Linked DNA regions of Zea mays: all the other regions are linked to region 4. A link is a contact called in public Hi-C data. All regions are on one chromosome and are shown on one strand. Each heading gives the region's core, a stretch centred on a gene start, on an enhancer-like site or on the middle of the called end of the contact. The rest is flanking DNA. Distances are from core to core; before and after follow the strand shown.

What was found. Hi-C and Micro-C count contacts between places; a contact is called where the count stands out from the background.
Region 1: a contact with region 4 is called in a Hi-C map of ear, with 2.9 times the contacts expected there. The contact joins the promoter of LOC100304310 here to the promoter of LOC100384116 in region 4. A contact is called at or near these places in 5 of 25 Hi-C or Micro-C datasets (bundle sheath, ear, endosperm and 2 more).
Region 2: a contact with region 4 is called in a Hi-C map of ear, with 2.2 times the contacts expected there. The contact joins the promoter of LOC103654171 here to the promoter of LOC100384116 in region 4. A contact is called at or near these places in 3 of 25 Hi-C or Micro-C datasets (bundle sheath, ear and tassel).
Region 3: a contact with region 4 is called in a Hi-C map of ear, with 1.8 times the contacts expected there. The contact joins the promoter of LOC103654165 here to the promoter of LOC100384116 in region 4. A contact is called at or near these places in 3 of 25 Hi-C or Micro-C datasets (ear and leaf).

What each region holds. Positions count from the first base shown.
Region 1 is chr4:178,778,939-178,784,574 of Zm-B73-REFERENCE-NAM-5.0, forward strand. LOC100304310 (DNA replication licensing factor MCM5) reads left to right here and starts at 2,470. Exons shown (of 19, transcript NM_001318397.1): 1 at 2,470-2,718; 2 at 2,797-2,911; 3 at 2,992-3,135; 4 at 3,231-3,410; 5 at 3,666-3,764; 6 at 3,876-4,003; 7 at 4,094-4,199; 8 at 4,280-4,414; 9 at 4,513-4,590; 10 at 4,798-4,902; 11 at 4,983-5,074; 12 at 5,192-5,324; 13 at 5,442-5,537; 14 at 5,613-5,636. The coding sequence starts at 2,552.
Region 2 is chr4:178,870,934-178,876,730 of Zm-B73-REFERENCE-NAM-5.0, forward strand. LOC103654171 (60S ribosomal protein L39-like) reads right to left here and starts at 1,896. Exons shown (of 3, transcript NM_001377485.1): 1 at 1,836-1,896; 2 at 1,639-1,742; 3 at 1,284-1,550. The coding sequence starts at 1,838. The coding sequence ends at 1,502.
Region 3 is chr4:178,382,969-178,388,809 of Zm-B73-REFERENCE-NAM-5.0, forward strand. LOC103654165 (putative clathrin assembly protein At5g35200) reads right to left here and starts at 3,444. Exons shown (of 17, transcript XM_020552730.3): 1 at 2,589-3,444; 2 at 2,120-2,447; 3 at 1,598-1,723; 4 at 1,410-1,479; 5 at 1,235-1,332; 6 at 580-721; 7 at 397-497; 8 at 70-153. The coding sequence starts at 1,690. LOC103654166 reads right to left here. Exons shown (of 16, transcript XM_008680989.3): 13 at 5,509-5,627; 14 at 5,236-5,304; 15 at 5,052-5,150; 16 at 4,404-4,970. The coding sequence ends at 4,731.
Region 4 is chr4:178,638,602-178,643,641 of Zm-B73-REFERENCE-NAM-5.0, forward strand. It overlaps LOC100384116, which reads right to left and starts at 2,760. Exons shown (of 4, transcript NM_001323077.1): 1 at 2,333-2,760; 2 at 816-980; 3 at 459-670; 4 at 1-371. The coding sequence starts at 2,413. The coding sequence ends at 11.

The DNA of each region.
Region 1 (5,636 bases), core at 1,220-3,719, 140 kb after region 4:
GGTTGGTATTTACTTATACTTAGTAACTGCTAATAAAATTTTGACCAACTTTAAAAGCAATGCTCAGCTCTAACCATCCTTTTTGGTAAGCCTTACACTTCACGTGAGCTCCCACCTTTGGCGAGTTCATGCACATTATTCCCCACAACTTGCTGAGCGATGAACGTATGTGAGCTCACTCTTGCTGTCTCACACCCCCCACAGGTCAAGAACAGGTACCACAGGATGAGGCGCGTGGAGGATGCTGCGATGTGTTCGTGAGAGGTCTAGGTCGTCGTCTCCCAGTCAACTTTGGGTTGCTGGATCGTTTCCTCATATGATGTAATTATTTAATTATTTTTGTACAGAACTCCTGTTATATAGTAAAGATGTGACATTCGATCCTGTGCCACTATGCATCATATGTGTGAGGCTTGGTCCCAGCACACCTGGTGTTTATGTTCGCACCCGGGTTTTGGACCCCTAAAATCCGGGTGTGACAGCATGTGTGTCGCTCGTTGGGGTAGATAGAAGACTTATTGAAGGCAGAGGCAGCAAGTCCTTCGTCATCGGAGTCGGATGAAGAGCAATCTGAGTCCCATTTCTTGCCAATGTGTGCCTCCCCCTTCTTTCTATAGAACTTCTTCCCATTCTTCCCTTTCTTGTCTTGGTCCTGGTAATTCTCATTATTGGGACATTGAGCAATAAAATGAGCGAACTTACCACGCTTGAAGCATGAACGCTTTTCCTTTATTTGTTCTTGTTAGGGTTGTCCTTGCATCCCTTCAAGGTGGTCTTGAAGCGCTTGATTAGGAGCGCCATCTCGTCGGGAAGCGCCTCTTAGTTGGCCATTGCTTTAAGTGCAACAGGTTAAGGCTCGTAGTGAGTAAGAGGTCTGTTGGCGATGTCGTCGATGTACTTTGCTTCCTTTACCATCATGCGCTCGCTCACAAACTTACCAAAAATTTATTCGGGCGATATTTTGGTAAACCTAAGGTTTTCACGAATAAGATTTACAAGATGAGGATCAATAACAACAAATGATCTTACCATGAAGCGCACGACGTCATGGCCCGTCCATCTTGTACTCCTGAGGCTTCGGATCTTGTTCACCAGGGTCTTAAGCCTGTCGTACATGTCAGTTGGCTCCACACCCCTCTTCGTGGCAAACCTCCCCATCTCACCTTCAACCAACTCCTTAGTGATCACTGTGGCGTCGTTTCCCTCTTGAGAGATTTTGAGGGTGTCCCATATCTCCTTGGCATTGTCCAAGGCATTAACTTTGTTATATTCTTCCCTATATAAAGATGCTAAAAGCACAGTAGTGGCCTGAGCATTTTTATGAATTTGCTCATGAATATAAATAGCATTATCACTACTATCAAAATGCATGCATTCCGTTTTCTACTACTTTTCAAATGCTCAGATGAAGAGAAAATATGTAACACACATTTATAATTCCAAAAAAGAATAATCTTTTCCATCAAAGTGAGGTGGCTTACCATGATGAATAGATAATAAATGATCATTTGAGTTGTACGTAATGCGGGAATAATCAAAAGAGTAGTTTTGTTTAACCGTCTTTTTTCTTGAAAGAAGAGTCGTCGTCCACCTCCTTTGGTGAAGATGAAGAAACATCACTGTCGTAGTACACTATAAACTTTATGCGCTTCTTTTTCTTGATGTCCTTCTTAGTATTGCCGAACCTGGAGTCGACAGTCTATGCTTCCTAGCCGTCGAGGAGGATCTCTTTCTGGTCCGTCACTTTTCCCTTGCCTTCTGAATCAATCTCTTCGAACGGTAACTTAAGTCGATCAGTCAGCAATGGCGACTACTATTTCGTGTGGTTGGGGGAAGTCGCCATATATTGTTGCTGTGTTCTTCCCGTGGTTGTGGGGGATGCGTGGCTCGACCTTGTGGTCGAGGCGTTCCTTTGCCTGGTCGCTGAAGATAGCTTCGGCCGTCTCTTTGTCAAATGCGTGGTAGCTGGCGATCACCGTCAGTTTGATGATGGTCTTGGGCCTGCTATAGACCAGCTTGTGCATTACGCTCTGTTTGCAATGCCATAGATGAACGACATGAGTACATGGCGATCGGAGTCGATGACAAGTGCATATGTTTGATAGTATATGTTATATAGATTGAATTTATTATCGTTTTCACCGCAAGTGCATATGTTTGCTACACTATTCCTATTTTTTTAACGAAGCCTGCATTTTGTTAGCGACTTATTAGCAGGTAATAAAGGTTCAAGCTTATATAGAAGCCCCCCCACAATCTCGAAGCCAGCCTGTCCACCCCAGCCCACCCCAGCCCATGAATAACAGGCCTATTTTCGAAGACCCCCCTTACTCCGCCAACCGCTCAGGCTCAACCCTAGCTCCCGGCAGCAACGACCAGCTCCCCTCCTCCCGCCAAAGGTTCCGCCGTTTTCCCGCCAAATCCCTCCTCTGACCTCTATTACGCCCTTCCCACCACACTTGACCCATCGCCGTCATCCCAGTCCACGCCCACGCCCACGCCCACGCCCACGCCGACCCACCCGCATCCCTCCCTCGCCTCCACCGCAGCGATGTCGGGCTGGGACGAGGGCGCCGTGTTCTACAGCGACCAGGCGCAGTTCCCCCGCGGCGGCCCCGGCGGCGACCCAGCCGCCGACCTCACCCGCCACTCCGCCCTTCGCAAGTTCAAGGAGTTCCTCCGCGGTTTCACCGGCCCCACCGGCGACTTCCCTTACCGGTACGACTCCCATCACTCTGCTTAGATATGACGCGTCCACCGCGAAACAGAGCTGATCCCTGTGTTCAATTGGTTCAGCGAGAGCCTAGTACACAACCGCGACCATGTCACCGTCGCCACTGAGGACCTCGACGCCTTCGATGCCGAGCTCTCTGACAAGATCCGCAAGTCGCCTGCCGATTATCTTCCTTTGGTGCGTTGGTTTCTCAGAGTTTTCGTTATCCGTCTGTGCTGTGGATTTCGTACTTGACTCTCGTACATGGGCCTATGTAGTTCGAGACGGCTGCGTCCGAGGTTCTCGCAAGCCTCCGTTCGAAAGTCGCCGGCGAGACCGGGGAGATGGAGGAGCCAGTCCCAGGAGATGTCCAGATCTTTCTCTCCTCCAAGGAGAACTGCCTGTCCATGAGATCTGTCGGGGTCAGTATTCAGTAGCGAAGAAATTCTAAAAAGGGATTTCGGTGTTTGAGTGTATTTTAGAGAATTCATTTCGGTGTCGCTGTTTGAAATTTCAGGCGGATTACATGTCGAAGCTGGTTAAGATTGCGGGAATCACAATTGCTGCATCGAGAGTAAAAGCCAAAGCCACTCATGTAACTCTTATATGCAAGAATTGCCGGAGTGTGAGGACAGTGCCTTGCAGGCCAGGCCTCGGCGGGGCTATCGTTCCACGTTCGTGTGACCATGTTCCTCAGGTATATTCCTCAGCAATCTGCTCAACTGTCAGCAACATACTCGAACCCACCCAAAAGAACAATTTTAATTATTCATTCACCTGACCTGAAACCCAAGCTATTATGTTCAATACAAAGACTGTAAAGATTGTTTTTACATCAGCAGTCTACTCCAAAATAATCTTGCATACAACAGTAAAGAACATTTGAACAGACTTGTTGTTCCTTATCGTTAAATGGTTTCCAATAGTTATGTGTATGATTGTTTATCATTAGCCTGGAGAAGAGCCATGCCCCCTGGATCCTTGGATTGCTGTCCCGGATAAGAGCAAGTATGTGGATCTCCAGACCCTCAAATTGCAAGAAAATCCTGAGGTTAGTTGCTATTTATCCTTGATGCAAGTTGCCGACTCAAAGCAATCATACATTTCAGGGCTTTGCTCGTGTCTTGTTGTAAATATGACAGAATGATCTCTTTTTGGCCAGGATGTTCCAACAGGTGAGCTTCCAAGGAATATGCTGCTTTCTGTAGATAGACACCTAGTTCAGACTATCGTTCCAGGGACCAGATTAACTGTCGTTGGCATCTACAGCGTGTACCAAGCTTCCACAACGTATGATTAATCTAAAAACTATTTCGTTTCTTGTTAATCTGAACTTGGCCAAGCACATGATTAATAATGCCATTGAAGAACATTTTGCAGCCAGAAGGGTGCAGTTGGTGTTAAACAGCCTTACATTAGAGTTGTGGGTTTGGAGCAATCTCGAGACAATAACTCAAACGGTCCCTCAAATTTTACTCTCGATGAGGTGGTTTATTTTTCAAGGTTTGTAGGAAATAAGGGAGATACATTTTATCTGTAAGGCTGATTTTTCTTGCTGCTTTGTAGGAAATGGAATTCAAAGAATTTGCACAGAGGCCAGATGCATATGCCAAGCTCTGCTCAATGATTGGTCCTTCAATTTATGGTCATTCTGATGTCAAGAAAGCTATTGCATGCTTGTTATTTGGGGGGTCTAAGAAGGTATGCATTCTTATCAAGCCCCTATATGTTTTGTAGAAAAAAATGCTCCTCCATTTGCCCTAATTATGTCCTTATTCTTCGAACTACTCTCACTGCAGAGGCTACCTGATGGTGTACGTTTGAGAGGGGACATTCATGTCTTGCTTCTGGGTGACCCATCCACAGCAAAATCACAGGCAAGTATTGTTTGGCGTTATCATAGCATTCAGTTTGATGGAAAAATAATGTGCCAATAAGACTTATGTCATATAACTTGTGCATTGGGATCATGTGAATTGTACTGTAAGTCAGTTTGAGTATTTTGACACTATTGTACAACAATCATTTTTTTCTATTTAAAACCAAGGTCTCTGGTTCAGTGGCACTAATGCGTGTTTCAACAGTTCCTCAAATTTGTAGAGAAGACTGCCCCTATTGCAGTCTATACATCTGGCAAAGGTTCATCTGCAGCTGGTCTTACAGCATCTGTAACTCGGGATAGTAGCTCGGTAGGTTGATTTCACTGAATTGTTTGTTGTTTACTTAGGTTTAGTTTTTTAAGGCTGTAACCATTTCTTTTTCTCTACAGCGCGAGTTTTATTTGGAAGGAGGAGCCATGGTTTTGGCTGATGGTGGAGTAGTTTGTATCGATGAATTTGACAAGATGCGACCTGAAGACAGGTATGCTGATCAATTTATATTTTTGGTGACACTAAAATAAACATAGTAGATCTTCTTTCTTGGTCTGCTCTATCGAAGGCTCATTAACCCAGTCCCCTCTTTCTTATGCAATTCCAGAGTGGCGATTCATGAGGCCATGGAGCAGCAGACAATATCTATTGCCAAAGCTGGCATTACAACAGTACTCAATTCAAGGACTTCAGTTCTTGCAGCTGCCAATCCAATTGCAGGACGCTATGATGATCTTAAGGTTGGTAAACATGTTTTTATTGACTCAACATAGATCCACTATATAAAGTATATAAACTGTTCTAGCCATACATGCAAGACAATTATTTTGACAAATTTTCTTTTGTTGTTCCAACAGACTGCACAAGATAATATTGATCTACAGACCACCATTCTTTCTAGATTTGATCAAATCTTTATTGTCAAAGATATCAGAATGTATGACCAAGATAAGGTATGAAGCAAAAAATATTTCTACAGATTTTCTATTCTAGCTGCCTCGGAGACTAATTGCAACATCAAAATACAGCGAATAGCAAGCCACATTATCAAG
Region 2 (5,797 bases), core at 646-3,145, 230 kb after region 4:
TCGACCAGAGATGGCTAATCGAACGACTAATCAGACAATTTGGACGCCTAATCAATGATTAGGACGACCAGAAAAATAAATGACGTCGTCCCCCTGGTCGGACACTTACAGGCGACCAGCCCGACGAATCGCAATTAAATTTGTAAATAGAGGCGTTGGGGCATCCTCAGCGTTCACTGGAAATGCCAGTAAACACGTCCGAAACTATACAAACCAAAAAAAAGCAAAAACAATAAGTTAGTTGCAACGTTTAACATCCTTGAATTTCACAAGCAAAGAAAAAAAAGACAAGAATGAACAAAATAGCGCCAGCACCAGATCAACACCACGAGAACAGCGCACGACAATTACTCTGTAAAACGCAATTCAAAACCTGACAGTATAACACAAGGTTTCGACAAAATCATGTAGCTAAGCTAATAAAAAAGACGGGCATGTTAGCTTGGCTTTAATCCGTATCTACTGTTCTATTTCTTTTGTGTTTGTCTCTATAGATTGCATGCTTAATGAGAAGTTAACAGCCCCCACAGATGACATATACAGAGTAAAAGCGAGTGCAACCAAGAAGCCTGACATCATACACCGACCATACAGATTAGTAAAAATGATCATCTCATCATCGCAACTGGCAACGCGGAAAAGGTTTCTAAAACAATATAGTGATCGATCATTGATAATAGAAATAACAGGTAATCCTATCCTACATCCTGAGATGTAGTGGCCCTGACCCCTGAGCAACACACGCAACGGCACAGACTAATGAGACAACAGTTCATTGCCTGCCCCATTTTTTGCGTCCGTCAGCCACGATGCCCCTGAACCTGAAATTCTTCTCTTCCCTGTTTCCGGGCACTGATGCCAGATGTTGGAAGATTTCAACGTCCTCTCAACCATAGAAGAGGATCATCTAAATACCAATAGGTTACCAACTTACCATCATGTACATAACCACTAGGTTTATCCTTCCAAGAACCACACAGATCTACTACAACATATGACTGAGTCAAGCAATGAGCTCATTACCAAACACAGGCATTCACTATTCATATACACAGAGCTCGTTAACCATCTACAAGTCAAACAATGTTAAAACCAACAATGCATGCACCACTGCAGACAAAAACTTACATGGGGCACCTGCGCTGACAATTTATTCTATGAAGGTATATGAATGGCTTATGTATTCATTTCATTCCAGCGTAGTCAAAGAGAGACACCACAATCCATGCATCGGAACTGACCCAGTGATCAAATCTAGGACTCAATCACTGCAACACTACACATAAAGTAAGGTAACAGAGGTTCTTTAATTTAGCATCGCAATGCAGCATGGAATCCTGAGTACAGCATAGTAGCATCAATCCTCTTAGCGTCATCAAAATCTTAACAAAAGCTTTCTGGAACTGTTTGCTAGCTTACAGAAACACAAGAGACATCGATAAAACCAAAGGAAAGGTAGAGACCCTAGAATTCCGACGCAGGAGCCGGCCGATCCGCGCGCTCAGAAGCCGAGCTTGGTGCGGCGCCAGTGCCTGCGCTTGGCGTTGTACCTGAAACAGCACAGTACGCAGCCGCTGGGTCAGCAACAGCCGGATCCAGATCACACGAGCGGGAGTTTAGTGAGGTCGAGGCCGTCACCTGATGGTGTTGTCCGTGCGCATGCGGATCCAGTAGGGGATGGGGCGGTTCTGGCGCATCTTCTTCGCCAGCTTCTTCTTGATCCGGAAGGTCTTGTGCGACGGCTGCGCGAACAGAGGAGCAGACCGGCAACCATGTCAGAGAAACAATGGGACCAAGGCGGCACAGTGCAACACCATGGAAAAGGCGGCAGTTACCATCGCTGCGGCGGAGACGACGAAGCGGCGGCGGCGGCGGCGCGAAAACCCTAGAAGCCTGAAGGCATGAAATGGCGGATAGTGAGGATTATATAGTGGAAGCGAGAGGCGCGGTGTTTGGGTTGGGCATGCTTGCCTCATGGGCTGGACCCCCGTGGGCCGAAGCTGGCCTGTTCCTGGGCAACGTAATAGGCCTTGTATTGCATAGAGCCCATTAGTTTGATGTAAGGGCAAACATATCTTGTGCTTTGGATAGTAGAAGATATTCTTATGATAACAGGCGCGACAGGGACGGATCCAGCGGTGGGGCGGGCGGGGCTCGAGCCCCCCCTACCGCTTCGGATCCCATGGAGCCTCACTATAGCCTCCTATAATCTAAAATATATACAATATAGTGTAAAATAAGTTTTTATACTACAGCAATTTAGTCCAGTCCCTCCTAAAGTTTTTTCTGGCTCCGTCCCTCGGCGCGTATATGGTGATTTTCTATTGAGCACCGAATCTACCAGCCAACAAGTACGACGATCTGGCCTTATGGCTCAAACAATTCGCTCCTCAGTCCGTGTGTCAACCTGGATAGTATAGGATTAGATTAGGTCGGGCTGAAGTCCTTATTCTTCACGGGATTATTCTAATAACTCACGAGGAACTGTTGGGTTTTTTTTAGGAACGGGTCCAGACTCCCTACATATACAAAGGGGTACGATCGATTAAATCAACCAACAATCGATCTATAAAGTAGTTTTTTACTTTTTTTTTCTTATGCATTAGATCTAGAAGTTGTTGTAGCCATAGTTTAACTATAGTTGTAGTTTCTAATCTTAATCTTTATCTTGCTTCGGCTCTATGTCATTTTTAATCTTCACCGTCCCACACCTCATGCTGGAATGTCTGTTGTGACCGGAATATGAAAGTCATATCGGAAGCCATATGACCACCGATTTGACACCATCCCATACCCGTAAGAGACTAGAATATTGGATTTCCAAAAGTTTTCTAGTGAGTGTGGGTAAAATCACACACAATCGCACATGCCAATTTCTAGCATAACTAGAAGAATTGGACCATAGAGAAGCTTTCTGTTTTCGCATATTTTCTTTGCCCCTTAGTAGTAACGCTTTTGCATGGCATATTGTCTTGCCTCCCAACTATATTAGCTCTTGGGGTGATTTAGAACATAATATATATGAGCATTTTCTCTCTCTAGGAATATGAGTTAGAATTAGTTGACTTAGCATCACTTTGGCATGAAAGAGATGAACCAGTTAGTGATTATGTTTAGAGATTTCGAGATATTAGAAACCGATATTTTCAGATCCATGTTACAGATAAACAATAGGGCAGGCTTTTAATGGATTGTGCTCGTACTTAAAAGGAAAATTAGACGACGACTAGTTCTTCTCGCTAATTCAAGTGCATCTTACATGATCTTACATGAGGAAAGAAGAAGATGTGAAGTGGCCAGTGCAAAAGGCCTCACACATCTGGCTGAACCCTTGGTAGAGCCTTAGGAAGATTTGAGTAGTTTGATTTTTTGATCCCCTTATGGATCTATATTTGTATGCCTGTTTCTGGCCTCCGTAAGGAGGACTGTAAACCTTTTGTTTTGTTTTGTTTTTCTATTTCTATGCTTAATATATAATGGAGCGCAGTTCTCCTGTGCGTTCGAGAAAAAAAAGACTTGTGAATTTCGTAGTAAAGAACCATCTAAAACATCTCTTCATAACAAGCACATGGTAGGATGCGATTAAAGTACCTCAGATGATGAGTCTAATGATACATATGCCACTGAACTTGTTCAGCCAGCTAAGGTCAAAACCTCCAACATGATTATCGATTCAAAAGAATTAGCAAGAATAAGTTAGATTTACTTTTAGTTTTGTCAAGTGCGATAAAACAATCGGTGAACCATTAAAGATTGACAATGTTAAAATAACTCGTACCATTTAATCTCTAGATAAATTAAAGAGAGAGATGCTTATTGTAAGTGGCAGAAATTCTTTTTCTTGTGCCACTAACTATTACAGTGATTTCTGTCGACAGGTGCAATCCGATATAAATAAAAGTCTGTAGAGCTTTCAAGAGATGCAACGATATAAAATCTGATTCCTATATGTACTGGATTTCGTTTGCAATGCACTTCACAAAAGGTACATATGGACAAAATAGCTTAGAACTGTGAGAGTACTACGTAGCTGTGGTAGTAGGAGACAGATATTCACCACTCACCAGGCATCCTACCATTGGGTCGTCAAGCTAAGATCAGGATTTTAATTAACTTTTGGTGCACGATTCCATTCCCATCGATCGGTTTGTTGGCGCCAGCCCTTTCTGCCAATTTGGCAGTTAAATAACAACCGTCATGGCATAGATCCTCCGTGCTACAAAGGCTCCAAGTCGTAGCCGCAATTCCCGGGGCCGTCCAAGTCCAGATCTCTCTGTCTCGCCAGCATACGGCTACGCAACAACCAAAGCCGGTCACGCACGGCTCGACACTAAACAACAAGAAGGAAACAGAAACGTCCCTCTCAAGCACAGCCCCAGACATCTCTCTCTCTCCGACCCAATCCAGCCCCCAAAGAGAGCAAGCAAACCGCGTCGTGGAGACTGGAGACTGAAGACCCCCGGCCGGATGAGCTAGATGCATGCATCAGGCAGGCACAGAGAAAGCTGCACCTGATGATGCAGGGTGCCAGGATCCTACGGGACATGGTCGGCATCCTACACACGAACGTCGCCGTCACGGACATGCAGCTTATTATCCCGTGGCCGCCACATGGGGGTTCCGGACGCTGTCCCGCGCGCGCGCTCTCGCCGGTCGTCGTCGCCGCCGGAAGTCCAGCCGTTCGGACACCACAGAGCCGCTGGACGATGCCGACGACGACCACCACCACCACCAGGCGGGATGGAGCTCCTCCGTTGATGAACCGACCGGGATTCGGCGAATACGTACCGACATGCATGCCACACATGCGTACGTGGCAGCAGCGCTAGCGGCTTCGTCGTCCGCTGAGCATTTCGCAGGAGTGATCCCCATGATTGACATCTCGTTCGCGCGCGTTCTAATTAAGCTGCATGCATCATGCATGCTGCCCGGCCAGTGCCCAGATACACTACACATGAGATAACAGGTCGCGATCGATCACCCGATCACGGCCACATGGGCGTTCTACGTGCTGTCTGCCATGATCCATGGCGCCTAGCTGCCACCTGCCATGCTTGCTTTGCACTTTAATTTCATCTCATCTCATCTCGTCAGCAAGCTAGCCGTCGGCGCTGGATAAGGCAAGGCAAGCCGCAAGGCATATGCATGCAGGTTTCATCGCGAATTAATTGCACCAGGATCTAGATATAGGGCCCCCCTGTGATCTTCATGGCTGATTGTTTGCCTGTACATGTTAACAATAGCAAAGACTCTATTAGCACATACTAGCAAGGTCAATTAACTGATGGACAAATGATTTGCTAACTCTCTTGTTAACAATTAGCTAATTTATTAGTCACCTCGTTTGCAACCTAATATATGCTAAAGCCGGCAAATTATTTACCGGATGGACGGTAGCAGTTTCTCTTGCATTGGTTGGGTGCGCCGATCAGCTGGGATGAGCTTCTTCAGCTCGCTCGTTAAGTCGCCTCTGGAATGGAATACAGCGGGAAAAAAGCACCACCGCGGAAGAAAACAAAAGCAACAATATACGGCAGGGAGGGTTTGACTGGCATATCATTTTTTCTCTCCTGAAAATATAAATCCAAGTGCTGGCCACGTACAGTACGGGGTTGCTGTCGAGTTGAACGAGCTCATGGCATCCTAAGACGATCTTGTCCCAATCATTGCGTGTCACCCTGTGTCAAAATACGATCCCACGAAATGCGGATCGCGGGCGAGGGCTAATGACTGCGTTTGGCCGGCCGCGCAAAAAAACATCGCAAATCCGGCTCCTGCAAACTACTAGTACGTGCTA
Region 3 (5,841 bases), core at 2,194-4,693, 250 kb before region 4:
ATTGTCATTGACAACTCTGAAACACAAGAACTGATGTATTTCTACAGATGATAACAATAATTAAATCACCTGGCAACCAAGTAGTCGGAAAAGAAGCTGCTGTAAAGCTGGCAACTGATCGAGCAATCCATTTGTATCAAGATCCCGAATTTGCTATGGAAATAAGAGTTTTCATAAATAAAATCACAAGAAGCCCCTTGCAATTCTATGCTATAGACCAAAATCTTTTTATTCAGTATTAGGGCAGCACTCAATAATGCAACACAAAAAAACATAGGCAATCTAAAGCCTTGGTCTGCTCATAGAAAAAACTGATAAATCAAGCATATATAATACAACCTAAACCACGACCAAGTTTAGAACACAAATGTTATAAAACTGAATTAGACTGCATACCAACGGATCCTTTTCAACATCATAGTTCAGTACACGGAATGATTCAAGTTTCTCCTCCAAATATAAAGCATAATTGCGCACCCAAGCAGAGTAATCCCAAGCTGCATAACAACAAAATCACAATAAGTCCTTGTTAGCTTGAATAATAGTTGCAGCATCTGGTTGAAGTTAGCAACTAGGCACCTTCTGCGCTAGAATCGTCCTTAAAGTATGACAGATAGAGCATATGGGAGCTAGATCTTCCATAACTAATAAGCTCTTCACGGAAAGCAGGATCAACTTCCCGAAGAGCACGGTGTATGACAATTAATGTCTTCATAGCAACCTGTCAGATAAAATGGAAATGCAGAAGTTTAGTATCAATATCATGTCGCTTCTACTTTTGTGCATTACACTGAAACAATCTTAACATATTCATTCCCATAATAACCAAAAGCTAACAGTTTTTTTCCTCAAATGAAGGTTAAGCAGTGTGGATGGACAAAAAAACAATTATATTTTTCAAGAACAACTACTCAAGAACAGATCCATAGCTAGAAGAAACAATTTCGTTATCTGGGACAGATATGGAGTTCTCAACAAGAAAAAACAAGACATCATGGAGAACTAGTTGCATAACGTCAATGCATGGCAGTTAAATGGCACAAAATGAGATAACCCCTGAAGAAATGGAAGATAAATGTTGCGGTCCAAATGGAAATAACAATGGGGAGCTATGTTTCATCAGATTATCTTCTTTCTTCTTTAGGTAAATCCCATCCAGTAGATTTGAAGCGGGGCATAACAATCAACAGGACTGCTCATACATTAACATCAGCGAAAATCGATGTAGACCTACCGCCCAATTGCGTGTCTTTGAAAGACGTCTACCAAGGGCGCGGATGCAGTAGGCGACATCTGCCCGAGGCCTTCCGGGTGAAAGATGGTAAAAGATATCTGCGGACCAGGAATGTGTGAGCAGAGAGGCATGGTGGAAATTCACTAAGACAGAAGTCCATGATTGACCATCTCACCTCTCACGTATTTCTCCTTTGTTGGATTCTCGACATGGTTTGTGGCCTTCACAATAGCAATGTCCAGCTCCTGTGACAAGGACAGAATAGCAAGGAAAGAACAGTTCGTAACTTCGTATACATGACTCATGCAACAACGAGAGGTCCTGAAAAAGAGCTTTGAATTTGAGGCTGGCGATCATCAGTACCTTGTAATCGCTGTTTACTTTTGCTATGCTGACTGTTGTGGTGTCCTTAAGAGCCCCCATGTATTTCCTGATGCCCGTGCCACCTCCCGCCATTCTCCTTCACCTGCTGGGTTGCTAGCAGCTGGGCTGATTCAGATGCAAAACAAGAACCAAGAGTGAATACTGTAACTACAAATCCGCCTCGTCAAAAAAAAAGGAACACCTCAATCCAAAAAAAAACATGGGAGAAGTAGAAAACGAAATTGATTACATCTAACACCGAGAGAGAAAAGGACAAGGAAAAGGCAGAAATTTCATCGAGAATTCGAGACCGAGAAAGAGAAAGCGGGCGATTCGTCTGATAAAACCAAAGCCAAACTCACCAAAACCACAGCTTTCAACCACAGCTTTGAATAATTTTGAACACGAGAGAGAGAAAATGAGACACCGAAATATCGGCACCAACGTACGTACGCTTCGGAACAGATAAACGGTCTCCAACAGAAGAAATGCTAAAAAACGAAAGGGAACACAGTTCGAAACCTGATCAGTTGGTGGATTACCAACCGAAGAAACAAACGGTGTTGGAGCTGGTGCGAGCTGTCTAATTTTCTTCAGGTGACCACTGGTAGTTTTCTGGATGACCAGATTTTGACAACAACAAAAAAACGCGCACAAATACCAGTAGCAGTCGCACACAAAGAATGCGACTTGCGACTTGTCAGACACGGTGAGAAATTGAACGGCCAACCCCAGCCTATAGGCAACGAGGCCCAACTTTTTCTAGAACTAGAACGGGCCAGATTATGAGCAACAGAACAGAACGCCAAAGGAATGAATCGGGGAAGACAGCAACGCCGCGCACGACCAGCTGGAAGCAAAAGAAGAGGGGGAAAAAAAAGATCGAATGTTACAGAGCAGCGGGCGATCACCGTAAAATCGACCACTCCCCTTCCGAAAGGATCGGATGAAATGAAACGGAGCCGCCATGGAACGAAGGAAGCGAACGGACCTGGCGGGGCGCAGAGAGAAAGGCCCCGGGTTGAGCCGAGGAGATCGCCGGCGTAACGTAACTGCGGCGCAGGGGAGTCCGGATGCCGGAAGCAGGGGGCAGACGTCTGCCGGCAGGTCGCAGTGGCGGCGTCCTCCCTAGTCCCTACTGGTGTGGAGGGAGTCTGGAGTCTGGACAGGACGGAAGGGCTAGGAAGGAAGGAAGGAGGCGTGTGAAACGGAACGGGGGCTGGCGCCTTGCTTGCGGAGGGAAGGCGAAGCAGGAGCAGCTGGACCTGGACGCGGTCACTGCCGCTGCCGCGTGGTGGGTGACATTAGCACACGTGTTCCCGTGCGTCGGCCAGCCCTGCCTCTGACCAACGGACTCCCCTTCGAGTTGGACTTGTTTTTAGCTCGGCGGCGTAGGAGTAGGAGGTAGGCTTCCCATTGCTTTTCATTCTCATCATGGATGTGTTCTGTGTTGTCTGCTTTGCTTCCTTCTGCTTCTATCACTTGATCGATCTGGAGTTCTTGCGCTCAGATCCAATGAGCAGGCAGGCAGGCACGATCCCGACTGCAACAACAAGTATGGGCGTGTTCGGCTGGCTGCAAGCCGACACTGTTGCAGCTGTTTGGATTGCTGCAGCTGCAATCCATAGAGAGAAAAATACTGTAGAAGCCGCAGCCGCAGCCGGATTGTAGCCGCAGCAAGCCGCAGCGAACAAGATGGCGCTTGAGGTGGCTAGTTTGGTCGGTTAACATAGCTTTATGGTTGACTAGTTAGATGAGCATGCTACGGTTTCTATACCGATCATATAGGTATGCTTACTATGATTTAGTATAGAATTAATAAAGTTGACGATCAGCCTGCGATTTCACGCTCTTTTTGCATACGCAAGCCTTGCAATATTTGCCATATTGGCACGCTCCCTTTTTCATGAATACCAGAAGGCGTTTATTTGCAAGTTGACATACTTGTATTAGATTTGTTTATTATTAATCGGTACGTCGTCGTCGGAACAGGAGTTTCCTAGAATCATACTGGTGCGTTGCAATGAATAATGATGATGATGATGATGTCTTGATAAATATGGTTTTATTATATCTGTAGCCACTTACGTAAATTAAATTTAAAGGAAATAAAAATAAATTCATTTATAATAAATATATATCTTTAGAAATGCACGGATGGTAAGCTTCATGGTCTTTCATGCAGTGAAGGTAAACTGCACCGCCGGATGATAAGATGCAGATGGTAGGTGAGCTATGCGAAGATGATGATGTGAATCGGGACATGGTAGACGATATGACGTTCCGAGTTTTTTATATGTCGAGGTTTTGTTTGTTCAAGGCTAATTTGTTTTCTATCCCATGGCTTTCAAGATATAAGATTTTAACTAAGTTTTGATAAAAGTGTAAAATAAAAATCCAAAATTGTAGCTAGATATAATATCAAGAGCTTGGCCTGCGTTAAATGGAGAATGAAAAACAGATTCGAAATATGGTGTATTTTTCTATAAACTTAGTTAGGATTAGATAAGTTACAGTAAAAAAATGACCGAATTCATTAACATAAACGATACTTTTGTAATAAATTGAGAAGTACCACTAGTATATATATACGTTTGTTATACATTCAACGCAACGCAAGGCAGTCGCGTGATGGAGCACGCAGCCAGTTGCAGCTGCACGGTCCCATCCAACCTGCATGCCAAAGTTTGGTGGCGTCAAAGTCAAAACTCATGGCAAGAAGAGTATTGTCTTCTGTGTGCAAAAGCAAGTACATTACGGACGGAAAATACTAGTCAGTTATCACCGCAAAATAGAAAATGCCAAACAAGAGAAAATTGTCGTCCTTGTCATACCAGTAACGAATTACGACTCAAATTACACATCTGTATAATCATGTTTCGCATAACAAAGTGAGCTAAAAAAATTTGCTTACAAAATAATGCCAGGGGAAAGGACTTTTTTCCCCAGCATATGTTTTTTTTTTCTTATCTTGCCTACAAAATTGCTAATGGTGTTTGTGTACAGCCTAAAACACATGGTGTTGCTTGCGCTCTGGAGAACCAATAAACACGTGAGCAACACGTGAACAAGAATCATCCGCTATCACTATCAAGATTGAGAAGGGTAAAGAATTGGCGATGCCAAACTTGAATCATGATCTCTTCACAACTGCCACTGCGAAGTGAGGGTGGTGTGTAAACTCAAACGAGACCCTCAGAGACGGATCGCCAGCTCCAACTTGGCTGATAATATTTAGGGCTATCCTGTTGTGCTCAGCCACCTGCTCTATCCGACGGACCTCAGCGAGTTTTTCTGGTTCACTTGCAAAGCTGCCCCGTAGTGAGGGCACTATCTTCTGAATTTCCTTGAAGAAGTTGTACTTCACCAAATCCTGTGACAAAAAGAGAGATCAAGGCTTAGTAAAACTAAGCAGATGACAGAAATGAGAAGGGTTTCAGCAGGGAACACTCACCGACATGCCTGCCCGGGAAGATGATTCCTTGAAACTGTAGAAGGAAATGTGCTCAGGGACTCGAGCTTTCAGAAGAAGATCAAAGTGCTGCATGAATCTCTGGGAAGAGTGATTGAGACTATGTCAGAACCGTTTAAGCCATATTTAAAAGGGCAGTTAGAAGCCACAACAAATCCAATCACACCTCTTGTTCAGTGTTGAAGATACTTGGTAATTGGAATGACCTACTTTCGTTTCTGAGGACAGCTAGCATCTGCATTAGCAATAAGAGGGTTATTGTTCAGTTTCTGCATTAGCAATAAGATGGTTATTGTTCAGTTTCTGCATTAGCAGTAATGTAGTGATTGCTCAATTGCGTAGACGATAGTTGTACAAATGTATGCTTTGCAACAATATGATTTCCAGATGTATGCTGCACGGACATGATTTCCGGATGACTGTATTTTTCCGTACGTACCATCGAGAGTCCCTCTGATAGCAAAAGATAGCATTGAGGCAATAAACAAGACGACGAAAATGCCATATCCCGAGCTGAATCCTTCAAATGATCCTTCTTCTTTTTCCCCTTTCTTCGTGCTGAACATTTGACAATGCGTGTTAAGTTAAACAAAAAAAATACTAAAACGAAGACATCATGCATTAGTGAAAATGGTATGTCACCCATAAAAATGGTGCAAGAGACAAAATCAAATGTTTTACAATATATAGACAACCAAATACCCGCTACAACCTGTTTCTACATGTCATGTAATTTCAGGGGAAAAGGCTCCTGTCATAAATCAGAGAGATC
Region 4 (5,040 bases), core at 1,510-4,009:
CCGCGCCAAGTCACACGGCGTTCTGGCTCGAGAAGGAGTCCCACACGCCGTCGCTGCCGATGATCAGGAACTCGTCGTCCTTGCTCAGCGTGACCATCTTCAGCTCCGGCTCCGCGCTCAGGGGCCCTCCCCCTGCCCCTCCCCCTCCTGCCCGGCCCGTCCCTTTCATGACCTCCAGGTGCCAGTCGCCCAGCGCTCTGGTGACGGCCAGCTGGCCGTTTAGGTAGCCGTCGTCCACGTAGCCACCCAGTGACTCCACGCGCTTTCTCTCGTTCATGCAGCAGGGCCTGTGGTCCTTGGACATTTCAATGGCGGTGCCACGCCGCGATAGCACCGCTCTGCAGTCACCGGCATTGGCCACCAGAAGGGACCTAGACGAGATTAAAAAGTCCTAAAGTCGAAACCTGATGACCTTCAAGAACCTTTTAATATATGAATGAATGCGAAGCTGTACGTACCTTCCAAAAATCATTGCTGTAAGTGCCGTCGTTCCAGAACAGAGTCCCTTGTGATGAGAGAATTTCTCTGCAAACTTACTATCAGTCTGCACAAATGACCTCTTCACTACCTTTTCAAGCTCAAGAGGAAAATCAGCATCTTCTACAATGACCCGTGGCAAGTTATCACGGACATAATGGGCTGCGTCTTTGCCGTTATGGCCATCGAACACCTGTGAAATAGGAATCAAAGACTGTAAGAGAACAGAAACATAGGATGTTTCATATTTCTGCACTCTGCAGGTACGAAACTACGGGGAACCTGTGATTTCCTTGTTGAATAATGGATTGGATATTCAAGAGTGAACAGGTAATTACCCCGTAGAAGGAGATGACTTCATCATCCACTGAGTTAGAACCAAAATTCTTCGCCAGATCAGAGATGCACACATGGGCATCTTCCATGTAATCGCGACCTCCAATATCAGACCACTCCCCTGACCGGATGAACGGGACGAAGTTGTTCTCACAAACCCTCTCCATCTGCACATTATCCAAGGAGGATTAGAACCCGGCGGAAAAAAGATAAACCACTCAAACCAAAATATAAGCACTATATAAGATTCGATTGAAGAAACCCTTAAAGCGAACAGGTTATTAGTTCCAAGCAGGCAATGAATAAAAAATCCTACTCCAGCACTCCCACCCTGCTGCCAAGAACTGGAATTCCCTAGACATACTTGTTGCCACCACAGATAGCACGCAGTAGTTAAGTAGTGATACAGCTAGCTGGTTGTTGCTAGCACGCGACGTGGAATCAGAAGTCCGATCTGGTAAAGCTAAGTGACAGGAGGCAAATCATTATTGGACAGGAAAGCTAAGGCTACATGTAACAATTTCTAGAGAGGGGCAAATGATAAAGAAAACACCCAATTGTCCTTCCAGCCAAAAAGGTTATAACATCTCGTATATAAACTTGGCAAAGGAGCAAACAGCTGTGGCAATATGATAGGACATCAGCAACCCCGGCTGTTCGTCTCAGCTGAGCTAATTAGCAGAGCCATGTAAAGCCTACACGTGTACATGCATTCTTGCGCGCCACTCCGTAATCCACTTCCTGTTTATTGCAACGTCCCTAGCAGGTAAAGGAACAAAGCTACCCCATTATAGTCTAAAGGGCACCGCGGGCCACCAGATGACATTATGTTATGTATATCTTAAGAGCTCTAGATAAAAAGTGCTATACAGAACATGGATCACTAGAAGAGTTGCTCGACCTTGTTCTTTGACCCCCTTTTTTTTCCTTCTTGGCCTCTTTGAGGAACAAGCAAAGTACCAACTGAACTTTGCCACCGTCTACTCGTACATGCTTAGAAACATGGCTTAGTGCTGGTAGCATCACTAAGGCCTTAGCAACATGGCTCACTAATTTTTTTTTTTGACATTTGACTCTGACGTTGAACGATTTGTGCTAGAGCATCTCCCCTCTCTTTCACACCTACTGACCTACTCCTACCTACAGTACTGTACTAGTGGGCGAGGGGGGAAAAACGAATTGTACGGGCAGTTGTTTAATTCTACTGGCGCGTCAATAAATGATAGCTAACCTATCCTGGTCCTACATACTACGCTTTACCAGGGAAAAAAATAATAACCAGAGAGGAAGCATTTGCATTTGGACAAGAAAAGGGTGGCCCGGCCGGAAGCAACCAACCAACCACCACCAAGGAGAAAATTCGGTTCCGTCTCCGCAACCGACCGACCTCCCTCCTCGCGGTTGAGCGGCCGACGACGGAACTCCAGGACGGAGGGTCGCCGGCGAGAGCAAAGGCACGAAATTTCACCCCCGGCAAACGAGCAAGCAAGGGAAAAAAAGTCAACGGCATATCACGCACCGCGGCACCGTCGCGCCTGTCGTTCTCGTGGTCTCCGAAGGCGAGCGTCCCTGCTGCGTCGTCTAGCCCCTCCACGCACATGTCCCGGGCGGGGTACGGTGGCGCCGCGCGATCCCGACTACCGAGTGATCCTGTCTCACTCTCTCTCTTTCTCTCTAACGGCCGGCAAAGAAGCGCGAAGGACGAGCTGCGTAAGAAACGCCAAGGACAGTCCTGGACGGGCGGGCGGGCGGGCAAGGGGAGAAGGAAGGAAAAGGGCGGCGATGGAATCCGAGGCGGAGGCGGTGGGGGAGGGCAAGAGAAGATATTTGGGAATATCTCGGATTTGTAACGGGGGCGAGTGATTAAGCGCGATTGCTTGCTGCTGGTCCGCTGGTGCCTGGTGGTGTTGTGAAAGAATCGACGGGGAGGGAGGGAGGAGGGCGAGGGGAACGAACGAAAAGAACACAAGGGAGACGGGGGGGTATTATCCTCTATAGTGTGGAAAATATAACTTAAACATAAAATACGAGTTTAAAGACATTATAGATAGGTAGAAACAATTATAATCTATATCTTATTATTTTACTCGGTGTTAAATCATCTAAGTACGTGTGCAAGTAGCTAGAGTTTTCAGCAAGTAGTATTGGGTTTAGGCTGTTGCTGTTCGTTGGATCGCGCGTGCCAGTGCATGTGTGGGTGAGCCGTACGTTATCCAAAATGTTAGGGTCCTTGGCCACTGGTTGATCGTCGAGCTCAAAGGCGTGTGGTTGTGGATGTGGAGGCGGACATGCGTGCGACGAAGCAGGGCCGCTTCCGGCGGACCACGTGCTTCGTTCATCGGCTCCTCAGCTTGACACGACACGCCAACCGACACACGCACTCACAGTCGCATGATCCGTCTTCTACTGCTTCCATGCATGGCGATCTAAACGTTGGGAAAAAGGGTCCCTCAGTTAACCTCAAACGACCAAACCCGATCCAGTTTTTCATGCTAAAATGTATACTAGCTGCTAGTACGTCGTAAATTTTTGGTCTCTTGGGCTTGTTAGAGGACCTGCTGGAGGCCGTCTTACTAGTTATCACTGGACCGTTTAGGCCAGCCCAGCTTCTACCCTTCGTTGCGGGCCAAATAAGGCCCAGATTCAGGGTGGTTGGAATGGGTGCGAAGGCTTTTTTTTTAGAAAAAAAAACAGACAAGAAACGGGACATGACTGCATTTTCGTGATTGAAATCTGGGCATGGAATGGTCAGTCCACTCGTGGCTCTTGAGGGCGGTAAGGCGTTGGTTGTCCGGTCCATTCGGCTAGGCTAGCTTCCGTCGCTGTCTGTCGGTGTTGTCAGTGGCCTCGTCACCGTCTTTATTTATTTCCTTCAAAGAAACCCATCGTCAGACAGCAGACAAACTGGCTGTTTGGGCATTACTACAAGCACGCATAATCTGGTGCTCGGTAGTCGGTAGAGAGAGAGAGAGAGACGATAGAGGAGGAGGAGAGAGAGAGGGGCAACTTTCAGATGGTTTGTGTTTAGCGTGAAGTACAAGAGTAGAGCGTAGCAGGTATCATCAACCAGCCCCATGGACAAAGGAGCCGAATGGAACGATCATAACACCACGTGTCCTTTCAGAAAGCAAATCATAACATTTATAGCACACCATACCAAATGATGGAAGGGCTTGGGTGCTCCTGGCCGCAATGCAAGCTTGGAATGATAGATCGGTCGATCAGATTAAATATGCTTACCTTTCTTTCGACTGTTTAGCAGGTAATAAAGATGCTGTTTTGGCTGCACAAGGGGTACAGGACTGTTTGCAGGCAGGTAATCTTTTTATTAAAGGGCCGTAGCAACCTTACCGAATTGTTCCGGTGCTCTGAACCGGGAACAAGGAACAGAAACAGATAGATCATCGCAGTTAGTTGCATGGGGACAAATGTCTTATATATATATATTTTAAAAATAACGTTCGGTATGCCCGTGGAGAAATCCGTTTTTCTTATACAGAATTTGTGTATGTACGTTCTTTTAGAGGTTAGCGTGTAATTAAAAAAAATACCGACATATATGGTGTGGCTACTACGTAGCTTGCCCTCTGGCTCTAGCGGTCTAGCCCCCCTTTTGGCCTTTCGCAAGTGGATGCATGGGTGTACATGACATGCATCGTGCTGCCTCAAAAGCTAATGGCAGACGCTTTACATAATGCTCCTTTTTCATTGTAGCTAGTGACATGCGTGCTTCCGAAGAGCAAACCATATGACGGAGTGTATGTAGGGATATGGAAATTGTTGGACACCAAAATGAGCGGACGGTCCGGCCCTGGGGCCCGGACGGTCCGCGTGTCCCGAGATTAGATTAACTCGGATGATTATCTTTATCTCGTGCGTGGTTATCTATCTAATCACGTGGGAGTTTGTTGGCTATCTCTTAGGAAAAGGTCCAGACCTCGTCCCCTATAAATATAAAGGGGTACGGCTGATTGAGGACCCCCGAACACATTCCAATCGAACCAATTACCTTATTTACTTTTCCTGCCCTAGGAGTAGATGTAGCATAGTTCTAGTGGTAGTCTTCTACATATCCACCTCCACCCCTATTCGACTCTACGTCCTCTAGATCCGTCTTGGGTGGCCTGCCGATCCCAAGACGACCCTAAGATCTCACCCCTCCCGGGGGGCAAGATCTAGTTGTCCATCCAAAACCTCTTCCTCGAAATGATCTCTTAATTCCTAGGT